Regions from separate parts of the Rattus norvegicus genome. Here region 1 is linked to region 2. Evidence: chromatin contacts called from public HiChIP or PLAC-seq data. All regions are on one chromosome and are shown on one strand. The core of a region is the stretch at or near the end of the contact, and the rest is flanking DNA. Distances in the headings are between cores, read along the strand shown.

Region 1 (2,700 bases), core at 53-2,552, 61 kb before region 2:
GATCTGCAGATATAATTAAAAATGTTAGGGAATTTCAGCAAGTCACCTTAAATGCTTTCTAATCATTCTAACCATACCTAAGCTTTAGAGCACACTCAAATCAGATCTGTTTTGCTGGGGGGGAAAGCAATCCAATTAGTATTAGTAAAATGTGCATTAAAAAAGACTTTCAAATTAATGACGTCCCCATCACGATGTGAGTTGTTTTCACATTACATCCCTGAGATAATCACAGTTCAACATTGTCATGAATTCCTTAAAAACTGACGCTCCCCTTCCCATTTTCAAGACTTTTGAAAAAAATAATTCACAAACACTAAATGCCCCAAATTTAAACCTGAGGCGAAAAATGACCCTTAACGTTGGTGTTCTAAACTTCTAAGTTCCATCTGTTTCATTGATCTAGATTAGAGTTAAAACACATTATCATCTATGCATTCAGACCGAATACTTTAGAGTTACCAAAGCCATCTAACTCAAAAGACTACACACTTAACAAAGAGGACACCATGTTAAGAACAGATTCAAGATGGACCCTACAAGTGAAAAAAGCCAGTTACGAAGAAATCCATCTGCCACTGGGTGTGGTTGGGGGGGTCTACAAAGAGGAGCACTTTTTTGCCCAACTCTCAGGGCGCGCAGTGCGTGCGCCAGAGAGCGGGGAGTCTCTGCAAGGTAGAGCCCCCAATAGCCATAGACTGGGCCCACAGTAGGGATGCCGTCGAGGCGGGCGAGCGAACCTACAGCTCGAGGGGGTGCGGACTGAGAGCTGCCCATCCCGTCTCCACCAGCCGCGGAACCCGACGAGTGATGGCTTCGCGCGCCAAACGCCCCCGCATCGCCCCCAAACGCCGCGCCCGATCCGCCCCTTTCCCCGGAGTTCCGCTGCCCCTCCGACGCGCGGAAGTACACTGTCGCGGCGCTCGCCCAAGTCCTAGCCTCTGAGACCGTGGGGAGTTCTTACAGACAAACTTACAACAAGCCCAAGCCGAGACGACAATGACCAACCCTAATAGCTGGCAAGAGCCCCTGGTTAAAAACCAATGACTTCTCTAGAAAACTTTGCGGCAAGTTGGCCGGAAGCGCTGAATGGACGGGACTATTTAACATGAGCTTCCTATCACAAGAGGCGGATCCCTAGACCACTTCGAGGAAAACCTGGCACCCCACGAATTCGCCCTTGGTCCCTTGCTGCCTCTCTGTGTGCGCCCCGACATCCTAACTGGTCTTGGCGGCTCCGCGCACAGGGAATACCTGTCGTGGTCCCCATTGCCTGCGAGTCCCAGATGGCGGCCATTACCCCTCCATCCGGGTATTGCCGGAAAGCAGAGCGCCGCGCTGCCGGCTGCGGCGGAGGGATCCGCGCTGCACCTGAGGCGAGCGGAAGAGAACGGCGGCCGGAAGGGTACGCGCCTTAGCCTTACGATAGTAGGCCATGGCGCTGAGTCCACGGCTGACCTCAACAGAAGGCGCCTCCCTGCGTCCTAGCTCACCACTCCCCCTCAACTCACCAGCAGCGGGGATTCTACTGCCGGTGGAAGAGCGGGAAAATGGCTACTGTACTTCCCCAAGTAGACACCAGAAGCAGGGGCTGGTGCGCTTGGCAAGCCTTGGCTGACAGGAAATGGAGAGTCTCAACCCAGAGATTTTTAACCAGCCCCGTCTTAGCAAATGGCGTCTTCCCTGTACTTACTCGGATCACGCAAGTTCTGGTATCCCTTGAAGTCCTAGCTGTTGAACGAAGCAGCCATCCAAAGCTCTGGTCCACAAGGGAGCCAACCCTGAGTTCGAAAGCAGCCTCACAGGCTACTCTGTGAGGGACGGTCTTCTCCCAACACAGGACGACCTCCTCCCAAGGCCTGGAGGTCTCATCTGAGCGAAGGAAGCCCTCCCCGCGAAGAAAACCCTTGCACACACATCACAGTCTCAAAAATGGAATCCTTGCCCCCAAGAAAAGAATCCTCCCCCAACAACACACAAGAGTCGTACAAAGTTCAAATGTGGCCCCTCTCTTTCAGAACGTTTCAGAAGCCTACTAATCTCACTTGGTAAATAATTACCTTCCTTAAAAGGAAAAAAAAAAAAAAACCCACACGTGGAAGCACTGTGGAAACTGCTGCCATCAAAAACACGAGGCGGAGGGATATAGCAAAATATTAAAACTCGAAACTATGAGAATTTTGGCTTCGACTGTGTGCCGTAGGTTTTTTTGGGGGGAGGGGGTGTAACCCCTGGCCCGCGCAAATTTTTCCTAAAACCAACTTTAAAACTTTTAAGAATTTTCCATTGTCTTAGGATATGCTTTTGAGTGCATTGACCTGTTGCCATACGAACTTTACCCTTTAATTTAACAAAGGTGTGGGGGGGGGGGATAAGAAAAACACACTGTGTACCCTTAGTTTTGGGTGGTAAGTATGTTGGTGTACAGCAGTCCTCCTAGAACAGGCAAGCTGAAGTTCACACAAGAAGTACAATTATAACTATAAAATTGAAAGTGAAATCTATTAATATCAAAGTATATAATATAAATATAATATAGTATATACTATATAGTGATGTTTGAAAAATAGATTTTCTTGGGGTGACGGGGAGTGAGCGGTTAACAGGCCATGAGACAGTATAACAGAGCTCTGGTTGTCCTGGAACGCTATTTATAGACTAAGATGGCCTCAAACTCTCAGAGCTCTTGCCTGCCTCTAC
Region 2 (2,700 bases), core at 115-2,614:
CCTCTACTGTATTTGCTTATCAGACTTCACGATCACCCCATAAGAAATGTTCCATCGTTATTTCTCCTTTTACAGATGACAGAAACTGAGAAACAGAAAATTAAGTAGTCTGAAGTCTCACGGCAAGTTTGGCAAAAGGCTGGAGAACGGAGTATGTATGGGGCTTACAACAGCTACTTGTAACAGCAAGGTATTTTCTAGTACAAGGCTCTCGCGCTCTCTCTCTCTCTCTCTCTCTCTCACACACACACACACACACACACACACACACACACACACACACACACACACACACCCATGGTCCACATGGCAACACTGGAACATCATCAACCTTCCTTCTCCCAACTACCACGCCCCAGTTCTCTTCACATTTACACGTTCTCCTGATGCATTCGAGGGAAGGAAGAAGTTAATTAACTTTGACAAATAAGCAAACTCGCCTTCTCTGGCCTGGAAGGAAGAGAGTAAAGAACCTGACTGGCCTTTCCAGGAAGCCCAAGAGCCGGGATGGGAAGGTCGGGTCTCGGGGTTACCTTGTACCGAAGCGCCTGGTGAATATCCGCAGCCAGCTGTCCTCGCCACCACTGCCCCTCCAGCTCCATGGAAGCCGGAGGCGCGCCCAGCCAGACGCCGCAACTTCAGTCTGGAAGACACGCCCCAGACGCGGTCACCGCCAGCAACTCTCCCCGTGTCCCCCCACGACCCTCCGCGCGCCCCCTCCTCCAGGGATGTGATCTCAGGTCACCCCGCGCGGCTGCTCATCTTCACCTGACCCGACCCCAAGCCATCCTCCAAGGCCAGTAAGGCCCGATCTACCCAGTTGGGAAGCTCCGGCTTAGTCTGCAATCGTCCGCTGCACGAGCTACAGAAAAGTGCGAGCTCGGAAAGCTCAGGGCCCGACGGCCCGCTTCGCGCTCTCTGAGTCCTGGGTTCGAACTCAGTCGCCCGCACATAGGCGCAGGAGCCCTGACTCTGTCGGGACGCCGCCGGAATGGAGGGTGACCAGGGCGCGAGGCCAGGTCCGCGCCGACAGCCCGGCACGCTCCACCACCCTGGGGATCTGAGGTGCGCCCGCCGCGGCGCGGCCCGGGAGCAACGAACAAAAGGCCGGGCGGGCCGGCAGCCGTGCTGCGCGCCTCGGAGCCTCCTCTCGCTTCGCTGCCCTCCCGCAGGCCTGCCCGGCCCACGCGGGTTCTTACCCGGAACCGCGGCCCTCACAGCCCCAGCCGGGCCGGCGTTCGCGGGGCGCCGGCAGCGTTCATGCCGCGGACAGTCGGCCGCGAAGCCCCCACCTCAGCTTGGGCCCAGCACCCGGGCGCTCGCGCCGCCCATTGTTAAAGGACCGGCAGGCGGCTCGCTGTACAAAGCCAGCGCCGGGGCACGGGCCGCCCGGCGCTGCCAATCCGCTCTCGCGATACAGCGGGGTCGCGCCGCGCCATCCAATCGGCGGCCGGGCCGAGCCAGGTGCGAGTCCGTCTCCACAGCCCCCGCCTAGTGTCGGGCCGTCTCGCTCTGCAACCCAGGCTGTCTGTCGGCGCCCGAGGGCTGCTCACCTGCAGAGAATCTCCGATCGGTCCCGGGTGCGGGCAGAGAAAGTTGCGGTGCCTCAGCCCTGCGATTAAAACTGGGCGGCGCGGGTGTGGCCCGCTGTCTCACTTCCAAGGGGCTGCTCTCCCGGACCCCCCAACCCCAACCCCAAACCTTCCAAATGGCTTTAGCTCTTACCAGTCCCTAAAGCGCTTTGGTTGTCAAGTTCTACTTCAGTTTCCCCTCTAAACCCAGTACTCTTTGAGCTCTTCTAACTCAGCTTTTCTTGTTGCTTTCGCTTCAGCGATTCACGACTGGAATTAACATCTTTAGCAACCTGGCTTGTCAAATCCATAATGGATGTAATTGGCCATCTGTGGTGGTCAATGAAGAAACCCTAAACGGTGGGAACAACACTCACTCAATAGAGGTGATGCTGGAATTGGTGTGTGAGTAACAGAAACCCCATCAATTATATTTGAAAGTGGACCACCATAAAAGAAGTAGACGGGTCCACAGATATAGAGCGACTCTTTTTCAATATTTAAACATAAATCATGAGACCTCACCCCTTACTTTGAATATTTTGTTAAGAAAGAGGAAGAGTGACAAAGGGCTACTACAAAAAGATGAGTGCACACGGCGGGGAGCCTGACTTATCACACCGGTGTTTGCATACATCCCGGAAGGACTGCTGCAGACCCCGGTGTGACAATGTTACACAATGCCCGGGGAAAGCAGGGATTCAGGAACTGATGGGAAGAAAATGGAAGCGTACACGTGAAAGTTGGCAGAACCCAGCCTAGCCTGGTGCAGTTGGGGAAGAGGCTACTGGCAGAGGAGAAGGACGTTATCTGACTAAAATTTTCATGTCGTTTATGGTATTTAAATAGTACCCAAGTCCTCGGTTTCCAATTCATGACTAGTAAGCAGCTTTATGGCGATAATTTGGCTTCCAAATGACTTAAGAGTCCAGGCCTTCTTAAGAACCTTTTCGGAAAAGTGGGTCACAGACTGTAATCGTCTGTGTGATCCTGTAATAAGCAGGTTGTCCTACAGTCTCTACTTTGAAGACGTTTGCCGGGAGATACTGGTTTAGAAAGCATGTATTATTCTAGACTTAGATGGCTCATAATAAGATGCCAATATTCATTCTTGTTCATGCCTGTGTAT

Evidence for each region. HiChIP or PLAC-seq counts read pairs in DNA pulled down with a chosen protein or histone mark.
Region 1: an H3K27ac HiChIP or PLAC-seq map of oligodendrocytes shows a contact between it and region 2, with 3 times the contacts expected there. The contact joins the promoter of Zfp518a here to the promoter of Ccnj in region 2. A contact is called at or near these places in 1 of 12 Hi-C or Micro-C datasets (frontal cortex) and 1 of 1 datasets of contacts at active chromatin or transcription factors (oligodendrocytes).

The regions. Positions count from the first base shown.
Region 1 is chr1:249,668,288-249,670,987 of GRCr8, reverse strand. Zfp518a (zinc finger protein 518A) reads right to left here and starts at 1,302. Exons shown (of 5, transcript NM_001030038.2): 1 at 1,255-1,302.
Region 2 is chr1:249,607,655-249,610,354 of GRCr8, reverse strand. Ccnj (cyclin J) reads right to left here and starts at 1,364. Exons shown (of 6, transcript NM_001106369.1): 1 at 1,200-1,364; 2 at 534-643. The coding sequence starts at 602. Cc2d2b (coiled-coil and C2 domain containing 2B) reads right to left here. Exons shown (of 34, transcript XM_063280394.1): 34 at 1,461-2,700.